2 separate regions of the Pan troglodytes genome follow, and region 1 is linked to region 2. The links are chromatin contacts, called in public capture Hi-C maps. All regions are on one chromosome and are shown on one strand. Each heading gives the region's core, a stretch centred on a gene start, on an enhancer-like site or on the middle of the called end of the contact. The rest is flanking DNA. Distances are from core to core; before and after follow the strand shown. Region 1 overlaps PLEKHB1 (pleckstrin homology domain containing B1). Region 2 overlaps FAM168A (family with sequence similarity 168 member A).

Evidence for each region. Capture Hi-C pulls out chosen DNA fragments and counts their contacts.
Region 1: a capture Hi-C map of stem cell-derived neural stem cells shows a contact between it and region 2, with 3 times the contacts expected there. The contact joins two enhancer-like sites. A contact is called at or near these places in 4 of 7 Hi-C or Micro-C datasets (blood, induced pluripotent stem cells and stem cell-derived neural progenitor cells) and 1 of 1 other capture datasets (stem cell-derived neural stem cells).

Annotation. Positions count from the first base shown.
Region 1 is chr9:75,692,444-75,698,819 of NHGRI_mPanTro3-v2.0_pri, reverse strand. PLEKHB1 (pleckstrin homology domain containing B1) reads right to left here. Exons shown (of 7, transcript XM_001174818.6): 6 at 3,445-3,544; 7 at 1,487-2,831. The coding sequence ends at 2,695. Among named protein-coding and RNA genes, the nearest start is that of PLEKHB1, 14 kb to the right of the region's middle. Within about 2 kb of position 3,184, at least 10 of the 24 cell types and tissues checked have an H3K27ac peak or open chromatin away from gene starts, as enhancers often do. A contact at or near this core is called in stem cell-derived neural stem cells, where this site is marked.
Region 2 is chr9:75,444,241-75,450,499 of NHGRI_mPanTro3-v2.0_pri, reverse strand. It overlaps FAM168A (family with sequence similarity 168 member A), which reads left to right. Exons shown (of 9, transcript XM_054661515.2): 6 at 4,476-4,618. Among named protein-coding and RNA genes, the nearest start is that of RELT, 37 kb to the right of the region's middle. Within about 2 kb of position 3,764, at least 4 of the 24 cell types and tissues checked have an H3K27ac peak or open chromatin away from gene starts, as enhancers often do. A contact at or near this core is called in stem cell-derived neural stem cells, where this site is marked.

The DNA of each region.
Region 1 (6,376 bases), core at 1,935-4,434, 250 kb before region 2:
AGAAAAAATTAAGGCTGAAGTTCCAAAGCATGGACTGGGTCTGATGCACTGCTGGGTCCCCTGAACACAGTACAGGCCTTAGGATACCCAGGGTATGTAACCTCTGACTGCACAAATGCTAACAGACCTTGGTTTTCTCAAGAGGCTCCTCTTGCATCCATGCTTGTCCTTAAGCTGGTGCCACATACTGGACTATGCCCTGTGTTCAGTAGCCTGGCCCAAGAGGTTCCTTATAGTTTGACCTCATCCACCACCTCTCACCATGCGACCTGCTATAGCATGAGACTGGTTCCTGAACTTCAGGGTGCTCTCAAGCCTCTAATGCCTTTGCTCATACCATTTCTTCCATCTGTTCTTTCTGTGTGGAAAGCTCTCCCAGCTTTTTCAGATTGGCAAACTCCTACTCATTTTTCAAGGTTCAGAATAAATTTCCACTTCCTGTCCCAAAGCTTTCCCTAGTTCCCTTGGCAGAGTTGCATGCCTCCTCTTCAGAGCTCCAACTGCACCACGTTCCTCTGTAACTTCATTCAATCATTGCTGTTTTTATACATGTCTCACCTCTAAGTTGGTGTCTCTGGAACTGTGGCTGAGGTGAATACCTGATATTTTTGCCAACCAGCTTTCATCTATTCATCCTACTTCTGGGAACAGTGCCCTGAATTTCCTCTGGGACACCATCCCACCCCTGCTGTAAGCCCTGTTATTTTAGACCATCCGTTTCCAGACCACTGGGGTTGATGCAGGGATGGCCACAGGACCCAATTTAGACTGATGTCTACCAGGCCCAGGACTTTCAGTCATACTGTTAGAGGAAGAGAAATTCTCTTGGTTGGACTTGAACTCAGGAGGGCATTAGCCTGGAGCTGCTGAACATCACTGCAGCTTCCAAATGAGCCAGCCCTGCAGGTGTAAAGATGGAAACAAAGCAAAGTCTAAGTGACACTCTTTGAGCCCCTGGATCACACAGCTCTTGGACTTCTCAGTTATGTGGCTTAACCTTTTCCCTTTGGCTTAAATCAGTTTGAACAGGGAGTTTCTATCTGACAGCCCCAAGAGGCCTGATGCAGGATGGTGGTGTTTCCTTTCCTAACCACCTGGTTTTCTATGAGAACAATTCATTGATTCAACTCTAGAAGGATGGGAACCTACTGGAAAAGACTCCAACATGAACAGGATTCTCAGAAAGCAGGCAGGACCTGGCTTGGATCATCCATCAGCTCAGACAACAGAGACTCCAAGGCAGTCCCTCCTCTTGAGCCCTCAGGAATGGTCAACTTCAACCAGCTACCTTAAGTGTAGGGAAAACAAAATCCAGAAAGGTTAAGTGACTTGCCCCAAATGACTCAGCTAACATGCTGTCACCAGTTCCAACTGATCTCAGAATCCACACTCTTTTTCACTAGACCAGTGAAGGCACTAGTAGCTGCTGGATCATGGAGAGGGAAACAGGGCCTTCTGGGGGAACAAAGCAAGCCACAGTTACTGCTAGAGCCAACCAAATCTTTATTAGTCTCGGCAGCAGAACTAATGGAGCCCCCATTTACAGGGGAGCTTTAGTGGGCTAGTCTGGCTTCCAGGCAGGGATGTTAGCATTTCTATTGGTGATTGGGATAGAAAGGGGGAAGAGACTGGAAGGGGACCAAAGGGGGAGACTGGTGGACCACCTGAGGGCAGGCACAGATGGGGCTTCCTGGGCTGGTGTAGAGGTGGATCAGGCCCCAGAGGAGAACACTGCCATCTCATTCAGAATGAAGGATGAGACAAAGCCTGAGAGGGTGACAGTCACAGCTACAAAGAGAGGGCCGAGCTCCTGGTGTGAGAGGCATTTCTGGACGGAGGCAGCTTTCTAGGGCTAGAAGTCTCAAATAGAACTCACCTGTTCCCCAACCAGGGGTCCCCAGGTTCAGCTCAATTGTTATCATGGGTACCAGCCAGGAAGCTGTTTGTGGGAAGGATGGGACTTAACTCAGGGGTGTTTTAGGTATGGACGTGTCAATATTCACAAAACAGGCAATATATTCATTATAGATGCAATCATGAAACTTCCCTCCAGAGAAGGCTCACATCTCCCCTTTCACCTAGGAATCTCCTTAGCTTGAAGGCCCACCACGGTCTGATCCCAGCCTCCACCCCAGCCCAAATGAACTCCCATTTAATTCCTTGGACATGCCATGACGTTCACGGCTCTGCATACTTGCCAATAACTGTTCTTCCAGCCTACCTGTCTTGCTCCCTGCCCCACCTGTCCTTGTCAAAGGACTGATAACTCTTCAGCTTTTTCAAGTCCTTGTTTACTCCTGTTCTCCCCACCAGGACTTGAGCTCCCTAAGGAGAGAGCAGAGAGCCTGATTCATGTTGTGTCTACAGCGCCTGGGGAACTCGAAGCCAAATGAAGTCGTATTTGCTGTGCCCTGTTGTGTTTAGAGGAAATGTATCCATAAATGTCTATAACAGATTTTGGGGGTGTCTAGTGGTAGATGTGAAGACTTCAAGCGATGTTTGTACCTGTGATGATAGCTTCTTCCCATGTGGGGATTAAGGGTAGGGAGTGGGGGGAATGGTCCAAACCCGGAAGGAGCTAATGGAGAGGATAGGGCCAAAGTGGGACAGGGCTTGGATGGTAGAGGATGGGGTCCAGGAGGAAGAGGAGTCTAGCAATCCAAGCGCAGGGGTCAGTGCTCCGAGTCCCAGGGCTCAGAACCAGCAGGGCGACCACATGAGCGAGCCCAGCGCCGCCCCAGTGGCGGCTCCCGCAAGCATGCCCATGGCCAGAGGGGCGCCGGCGCTGTAGCAGGGATCCTCCCGCACTATCACGTGCGTCACGCCAGGACCTGCAGAGGGAGACAGCCCATGAGGATCAGCGACTTAGGAGGGAGTAGAGTGATCTTCGTACCCTTCCTGCATCACTCCAGCCCAACCCAGTGTAAGGCGCCGAACCCGCTCTCCTGCTCCCCAGTCAAAGAACAGATCTAGACGCGGGAAGAGCTCCACCCTACGGCTCCCAGGCCTTGGATCGGCTACGGATGTCCCGGAACCTACGGGTCCGCTACGGCAGGCTAGGGCGGAGCAGCGAGGAAACCCTGAGATCGCTAAGCACAACCACCAGGCGCCTAACGATGGGCATTCCCAACCGCCAGGCCCCAGAGCGGGGAGGAGGCAGCATTCCCGCAGTAGCCACCAGGGGCCGCTACCGGCTCAGGAATGGGTATTGCCGACCGCAGGGCTGAGGAGCCAGCCCAGAAGGGTGAGGTCAGCTCGAGACGAACGCTGGTTCCAGAGCTCTCCCAGTCTCAGGATGGAGAGGGGCTTGCGGAGAGTTCTGCCTGGGAAAATCCGTGCACGCTAAAAGGATGAAGCCTGGTCCGGACTTACGGACCGTGGGCTGGGCCTGGCGCTGAATCGGTGCTGGATCGAGGCAAGCCCCGGGGCACGCTGGAGACTTACCTGCGTAGGGCGGTCCGTAGTAGCTGCGGACATACGTGGCCTCGTGTGCATTGGGGGGCACCACCTCGTAGTAGTCTTGGTACGGGCTGTAGACGCGCACCTGGGGAATCCAACCACGTCAGGTGCCCAGGAACTCCCTGGCCCGGATTTGGTCCCCTACCCCCACGCCTGGCACAGGCCTCTCTGGGATCCATGGAGCCACCTCCCCAAGTTTAGAAATGGGCCTCCAGCCACTAGCAAGCTCTTGGAGAAAGGCCCTGCCCTCCCCACAAGGTCCACGGTCCTTGTCCTCTAAAACTTCTGCACTACATCCAGCTCCCAGTGACACCCATTCTCCAACTCTGGCCTCCCACCTAGCTCAAAAAATTCTCTATGGCTCCCAATTTCTCCTTATAGGTAGTCTAATATTTGCTAGCAGCTCTACAATAATGCCACTTGAAAGACCCAGCTCTACTAGTCACAAGGAGGGGAACATGGCCAAGCCCCAGGCCCAGGAAATAAACAGGGGTTGGGGAGGAAGGAAGGGAAAGGAAGGATAGGGATGAGAAGTAACTAAAATACAGTTATGCGTCTTTTAAACAACAGGGATACAGTCTGAGAAATGCGTCCTTAGGCAATTTTAGTTATGTGAATATCATAGAGTGTACTTACAAACAAACCTAGGTGGCACACACCTAGAGTATATGGTATATCCTATTGCTCCTACAAACCTGTTCAGCAGGCTACTGCCCTGAATACTGTAGGCAATTGTAACACAATGGTAAGTATTTGTTATCTAACTAATCATATATAAATGTAGAAAATGTAATGAATTGCCCTACGACATTATCATGGCTACATCACTAGGTGATAGGAAATTTTCAGCTCCATTATAATCTTATGGAACCACCTTTGTATATGTGGTCCATCATTGACCCAAAATTGTTAGGCTGCACTAGGCTGTAACGATTATTGAGCACCTACTATGTACCAGGTCCTGAAGGAAGTGATGACGTGTGTTACACCACCTCTAATCCTTAAAGCAGGTATTAGCTCCACATGACCATAGGGTTGGGGACTGAGGCTCAGAGAATGGTCAGTGTTCTCTCTGGAATGCATTCCCTGCCCTCCCCTCTCTCCCATTAGATTTTTGCCAACCCTTCAAAGCCTAGCTCAACGGTCACCCACTCCACTCCAGGAAGCTCTCCTGGTCTCAGGAAGAATTTTTTTTTTCCCTGAATTCTGTGGATCTTGCTTGTGCCTCTTGTTGCTATCCTTTCTCCTGGCCTTTCTTGCAGCCCAAATGTGAGCTGCTTGTAGACAAGGACTCTGATTTGTTTGTGTCACCAGCAGGGCCAAGTGCATACCAGGAACCAAGAACTATGTGCTGAATTAAATGGAAACTCCAAACCCCTCATTTTACCCATGGGGGAGCAGACCTGGAGAGGGGTCAGGATCCCCTTCTCTTCTGGATCTTTCCTCTTAGCCCCCTTCCACCCTGTATCTCTCTCTAACTGGGATTCACACCTCAACAGTCCAGCTCCCCTTAGAAGTCCAGGTGTCTCAAACTCCACTCATCTCAAGATGATTGCAACATTTCTCCATCTGCTAAAACTGTTGCTTTTCCCATAAATCTTTTTTTTTTTTTGAGACAGAGTTTCATTCTTGTTGTCCAGGCTGGAGTGCAATGGCATGGTATCAGCTCACTGCAACCTCCGCCTCCCGGGTTCAAGCGATTCTCCTGCCTCAGCCTCCCAGGTAACTGAGATTACAGGTTCCTGCCACCATGCCTGGCTAATTTTTCTATATTTTTAGTAGAGACAGGGTTTCACCATGTTGGCCAGGCTGGTCTTGAACTCCTGACCTCAGGTGATCTGCCCGCCTTGGCCTCCCAAAGTACCCAGCCCCATAAATGCTTCTCTCAGTACATGCCATCACCATGCACTCAAATCAAGAAAGGCTAGGCACAGCGGCTCGTGCCTGTAATCCCAGCACTTTGGGAGGCTGAGGCGGGAGGATTGCTTGAATGCAGGAGTTCAAGACCAGTCTGGGCAACATGGCAAGAACCTGTCTCTACAAAAAATTAAAAAATTAGCTGAGTGTGGTGATGCATGCCCGTGGGCCCAGCTATTTGGGAAACTGAGGCAGAAGGATCACTTGAGCCCAGGAGATCGAGGCTGCAGTGAGCAGTGTTTGCACCACTGCACTCCAGCCTGGGCAACAGAGGGAGATCCTGTCTCAAAAAAAAAAAAAAAAAAAGAAAGAAAGAAAAAGAAAGAAGGAAAGAAAGCAGGTTGTTGCCCTTGTCTTCACACATCTGCTTTCCACACATCAGCCACCAGGTCTCGTGATTTTATCTTCTAAATGTGTTCTTCTGCCCATTCTTTTGGCCAATTCCAAGATAATAGGCCTACTGGTTTTAGCAACTTGGAAGTTGTGAGTGACCTTGAAAAAACTTTTCAGAGGAGTTGCTGAGTAGGAAAAGCCAAGCTATGGAGGGTTGAAGAAAGGCTGAGAGGTGAAGGATGCAATCCCCATGTCATGACATCTCTTTCAAGAAGTTTGGTGGTAAGGGGAAGGTCTCCAAGCACACCTTGTGATTTCAAATCTCCATGCCATTTTCCTTTGCTAGGGATATGCTTCTCACCTCATTCAACCTGTCTTTCAGACTCAACTCAAGCATCACTCTCCCTGAACCTCAGGTTCTGTTGGGGTCCCATCTAGACACTCACAGCCCTTGGATGTGCCTGCATCACAGCACCGATCATGCTGTCTTCACGTTGTTTCCCTGTGTCTCTCCCATCAGACTTGGAGACGCCTTTGAGGGCAGAGACTGGGTCTAATCAGATCTGACTGGAACATGGCAGGTACCTAATAAATGTTTATTGAATTCATTCCAGTGAATCAAATACAGGGCCAGACTGGAACTAAGGTTGCCCAACTCTGAGTTCAG
Region 2 (6,259 bases), core at 2,515-5,014:
CCCAAGATTGGACTACAGAGACTTTAACTCAGCAAGAGCTCTGCCTAGGGCAGGGTGAGCCCTGAACTTTGGGCCTAGCTGTGTACTGATGTGCTGTACAATTTGGGGAAAATCTGTCCTTCTGGGTTCCAGGTTCTTTCTCGGAAAAGGAGGAGGTTGAATATAAACCTCTAATGTCCTTCAGGCACAACATTCCAAAGTCTTAATTCTGTGACCTTCAGACTTAGAATTCCTTTCAGGATAGCCAGGCCTCCAGTGAGTGAACTGAGTCTAAGTTCATTTGGGCAAAATCTATGAGACTTTTTTGCAACAAGCCCAACAGCTTCTTTTACTTAGATGCGTAAAGTAATAAACCCTGATTTTTGTGTTACCCAAGCTCAGGCTATAGCTCCAGGGGAATTTTCAGTGTTCCTCAAGAGTATTGACAGGACCACTAGTAAATTATAGAAAGTCCTCTGAAATGATTTCCTCATGAAAGTCTTCTGAAATACTCAGATACCTAGAATGTCAGCACTAGAGAAGTTCTCTGATACTGTCTAGTCCAAATGAGGATATTCCCTGAGAGGAATTGACCTGACTTACTGACAGAACCTAGGATGAGGGCCCCCAGGCAGTTTCTCCAGCCTCATGAAGATCCTCCTGACAAATGGTAACCTTGAGAACCACTGTGGTTAGAGGAAGTAGCACTGAGTCTTAGATCCCCACAAACAGCTCTCTCTTTCAGCAACTACTCATTATCTCATCTGTGAAATGTTTACGTTGGTCTTAATGATCTCTGAGTCTTCTAGCTCTGCAGTTCTGCTTCTCCTATCTCAGACTGTCTGGACAAACAAGCAAGGCCTTCTTCTGCAGCATCATCTCTTTGGCTGCCAAGAGTGTTTTGGCTACTGATTTGTATTCTGAGTATGTGTGTGTCTCATTTCATAACATAAAGAAAGGGAAACATTCTCAGACAAGGTTATTCTTAGATGTGGGAACCAAATTCTACTGCAGTCTCTTGGAGCTTTTTGATTTTCCTCAGAGGGATAGTCTCACCACTTTGTAATATGGCTGTCCTTGTGGCATACAGTGGGTAATCCAGCTTCCCCAGGGAAGAGAAAAATTCCAGAGCACATTCTCCAGGAGCATAAAGGAAAGTCATCAGCATCGTTGGCCTGTTAACTTTAAAGAATCATAAAATCATGGCATTTTAAGCCATAACATTTTAGAATCTTAGAATCCTGGAGTCTGTGTTCCAAGCTGGGACAGACCATAGTAGTCATAGTTTAGCTTTAGTCTCTCAGACCAGGCTCTGCCTGCATACCCTTAGGACAGAAGCTTACTGTCTCTATAAAGTGAGAGAGAAAATAATAATAGCTGATCTTTATAAAGTGCTTCTAATATGTCAGGTACTGTTCTAAGTGCTTTTTACTTAACAGTTAATGTATTTATCACAATGAAGTAGGTACCATTACTGTTCCCATATCACACACGAGACTGATGTATCCTATAGCTATTAAGTCTCAGAGCTGGGGGTTTGGACCCAGGCAGTCAGTCTGTCTCCAGACTGCTCATAACCATGGCTCTGTGCTACAGAGCTTTCAGAAACAGGCACCTTCTGATTCAGGGGTGTCCTACTCTCCTGCATAGAAAAGGGATGCTTTCAGCTCTGCTAGGTTTCTCTACACCTTGATTCCTTTAAATTAGGGGTCAGCAAACATTCCTGTAAAGGGCCAAATATTTAGGCTTTTAAAAAGGCCATATGCTCTCTGTCAGTGACTACCATTGTAGCAGGAAAGTAGCCTTAGTCAATATGTAAATGAATGGATGTGGATGTGTTACAATATAACTTTGTTTGCCAAAGCTAGCTTCAATTACAAAAAACATGGCTGAAATTTAATTGTTTTAAATGTTTATAGTATGAATAAAAGATTCTGTGGTAAAATTAATTTGGAAAATGCAGTCTTGTACATACTCCCATCTTAGAGATTCACAGTTCACCTCCCCACCTTCTTTAAGAGACAGGGTCCTGCTCTGTCACCCAGGCTGAAGTACAGTGTTGTGATCATGGCTCACAACAGCCTTAGACTCCTGGGCTCAAGCCATCCTCATGCCTCAGCCTCCCAAGTAGCTGGGGACTACACCAGCCACCATGCCTGGCTAAGTTTTTTTCTTTTTTTAGAGATGTAGTCTGTCTATGTTACCCAGGCTGGTGTTAAACTCCTGGTCTCAAGTGCTTCTCCTGCCTTGGCCTCCCAAAGTGCTGGGATTATAGGTGAGAGCCATCACATCCAGCCCACCCTATTGTTTTAAAAACTTCTCAGGGTCGTGGAATAAAAACAAAATCTTAACTGTTTATCTCTATTTTACATATGGGACTATAGAACTCTTTTGTTTCCTTTTCTTTGGCAAAAACAACTATTAAGATCCCTTGGGATCTATAGTACGTTGTCCACATTTGGGAAATGTCTATCTCTGGTTTATATATAAAACCCCTTTATTTTATAGATAAGTAAATTGTGTCTCTGTACACATCAGATGGTTCCTTCTAGACATCTGCAAAGCTAGACTCCCTGTCTTCCCCCACAGTATCTGCTTTTCCTCCTATGACCACATTTCATCATTAGCTCCATAATTTAGAAACTTTGAGAAATCTGCTCTAGACTTCTCACTCAGTTCATAGTCGCACTTCCAGTTTCTACTTCTCTTTAACATGCTTCCCTCTCTTTCATATGTACTTTCCATTCTATCCTCATTGCTACTTATTTCCCAAGCATATTTGATCACAAAACTGTGGAAAAAACTATGGATCTGCAGGTGAAAAAACAAATGACGTGAATCCAGGGAACAGGCTGACTTTTGTGGCAGCTGTGCAGCAGCTCTCCTATCCTCCTGAGTCATCAGGGGCAGGGGGGTGCCAAGCCAAAGAGGTGTGATGTGGACTGAGAGAGATTTGTGACCATGTGGTAGTTTGCTTTTACTTGGGGTTAAGGTAGAAGAGACCCAGGATCTTTAGAACCATGGAATTTTTGTTTAGGAAGAGATCTTCATTCTTAGCCACCTGATTTTACAAAATAAGAAACTAAGGCCCAAAGACTTGACAATTGTCATGAAAAATTAGGGGGAAAGCCAGGACTGAAGACTAGATGTCTTCTCTTCCAATAAAGCACTCCCTCCACTCTGCCCCTAGTCCCTTATTATATGATAGAAACAGCACCTCGGAGCTGAAAGGGTCCTTGGTGAGCATCTCATAGATGAAAGAGCTGAAGCCCAGAGAGGTTCAGTGAGGTCTGCTAGACCTACCCAAGATGGAACCACAGGAAAGAAGCCACCTCAGCACCTCCCCAGCAGGGCTTCAAAGCCTAGGTCCTCAGGCACTGTCCCTTCAACTTAGAAGAGTTTAGAGTCTTTAGGAGAAGTTATTAAAAAGACTTGCCTTTTCTGAGCCCAGGATCCCCTTGTGTAAAGTCCAAGGATTGGAGTCCCTTGATGATCACTTGGGTTCCGTAGAACGATTCCATTTTGTGATTCTAAAAGGAGACAGTGTTGTTCCTGAATGACTCATGTTTCAAGTTTTTTTCTGTGAACAAAGGATCTGTCACTCTTTTCCGGAGGATTAAAAGGCAGCACAGTTTATTTACATGGGCAATTGTGAGCTTCTTGGGGCCTGACTTCTCAGCCCCATTCTTAGCTCCAGCTTTTGTCCATCCTGCTGAGGGACAGACATGGCCCAGGTTCCAGGTTGATGTGAATCTTTGTGATCCCTGACTTCAGGTATTTTCAGGCAGAGGTGGCCTTCCCCTAGAGCCCAGGAGAGAAGGAGGAGCCAACTCTGCAGAGCAAAGTTTTTCAGCATCCTAGAAGATGACGATCTCTGAATGGTGTTTTGTATGGTCAGCATCCCAGAAGATGAGGGTCTCCGAATGGTGTTTTGTATGGGGGTTTCACCTTCAAACTTGGTGGGGAGGGGAGGGAACATGATGGAGGGAAGTCCAAGAAGAGAGTGAGAGAGAGAGAGATAAGGAGAAAAAGAAATAGAGCAAAAGAGAGAAAGACAGAAACAGCAGCAAAAAGATACCCTGGATTCTGTGTGAGAAGACAGAAAAGCAAGTAGAGTAGCAATAAAGAGCAAGTGAGTTGAGGGTTTCCATCTCTGTGCACCTGCCCATTTCACACAGACAGCTCCAAATCCCAGGCTGTCAGAGCTAAAAGGGACCACGTGGTTCTAGCCTCTTATTTTATAGATGAGAGCCCTGAGACCCAGAGAAAGAAAAGATGCCCAGAATCATCCATGCAGCCCTGTGCACCAGGACTGAGGGAGCTGCCTCTGGGGCCAGGGCTTTCTGGGTGGAGCCCAGTTCTCTGTTTGTTCTCATCTCTGTTTCCAGCCTGGATTCAGCCCATCTTTGTCTGGGGAGTCGTGACTGGGACCTGCTGCCTTCTAGCAATGCTTTTCTGCCAACTAACTGGAAGTCTCTCTTATTGCCTTGGTACAGGATATACTGCGGGGACACCATACAAGGTCCCACCGACCCAGAGTAATACTGCTCCACCCCCCTACTCCCCATCACCCAACCCCTATCAGACGGCCATGTATCCAATCAGAAGTGCCTACCCCCAGCAGAATCTGTATGCCCAGGTAGGTACATGTCAAAGCCACCTCTTCTGCAGGTAGAGGAGCCTTCAGCCTGGGTGCAGTGTGGTGGGGTAGGGTGAGGAAGTGAGGGAAGGAGAGGACGGTTTGTGGCTCTGGCTAGCCATCCTTGTTGTATCACTGAAGCAATATCCCCGCAGTCTGCTTACTCCCTCACTCCACCTCAGCCCCTAGAGGGGGTAGGCATGAAGTCATTTAGATTAACAGAGCCCAGAATGTTAGAGGACAAAGGCCCTCAGAGATTTTCTAGCTCAACTCCTTTGTTAAACAAGTGGGGAAACTGAGACCCAAAGAGGGGAATGACTTGTCCAAGGTTACACCACGAGCTATTGGTTGGTCAAGATGAGACCCCAACGTCTTAGTCTTTTCTCCCTAACCCCCACATCTACCCTTCCTCAGTCTGTGAGCTGAGTGGGGAGGAGGAAAGTACACAGGCCCTGCCACCAGTATCCTCTGTGACCTTGGGCAAGTTACTCTCTCTTTCTGTGCCTGACGGGCCTTTCTGGGCTCCTTCAGCTAGAAGATGTATGCATTCCAGGATTGGTATGAGACAGGGGACCATATGGGGCTCTAGCACACCCATGACACATTCTTCTGGAGTGACTCTATAGGAAATATAAGTGGTGAGGAGAATACTTTTTTAGTTTAAAAAACAGCTATATTTTAGAGTAGAAGACAAAACTTAAATTGATCTCAAGCCTCTTGTTTTATTTTTTTTAATCTCATTTAGTAGAAACATTTGAAGATTTCTGAATTAAGATGATCTCAGGGGCTCCTGTTTAATTCCCCTACAAGTCAGTGGGCCAGTGGATTGTGGCAGCAGGAAGCAGCCATGTGATTCAGGCATTGGGAGTCACCTTGGACCACTGTCTTCTTCATCCTTACCTTTTTACCTAAAGGGAAATAGCTAGTTAAAAGACATCCTGGAAAATGCTATCCCTGTATGCCTTTTTTTTTTCTTTTTTCTTGAGACGGAGTCTTGCTCTGTCACCCAGGCTGGAGTGCAGTGGCGTGATCTCAGCTCACTGCAACCTCCGCCTCCCGGGTTGAAGCCATTCTCCTGCCTCAGCCTCCCAGGTAGCTGGGACCACAGGCATGCGCCACCATGCCTGGCTCATTGTTTTGTATTTTTAGTAGAGATGGGGTTTCACCATGCTGGTCGGGCTGGTCTCGAACTCCTGACCTCAAGTGATCTGCCTTCCTTGGCCTCCAAAGTGCTGGAACTACAGACGTGAGCCACTGTGCCCAGCCGCCATTTTTTTTCAACACGTACTTTTTTTTTTTACAACATGCACTTATACCATTATGATACTACTACTAATTATCCTTCTGTGTATGTGTTCTGGAGTTTACCAGCCCTGTTCACGTGCTTGGTAACTGATTGATTGTTATTCCTAACTTTAAATTTTAGGCAGCTTATAAAAGTTCATTGCAGTAAGATAAAACATTTTAAAATGCTAAAACCAAGGTTAAGGGAGTAGAGCTCTTATCCCATTAGATCATCATAGCAGCCTTATGAGCAAGGCAGGACAGGATTAGAGCCTTATTTTTCAGACCAGAAGCTGAGCCCAGCACTGCACTGACCACAGTCACATAGTAAGACAAGCAGAGCCCCAGCTGGGGTCC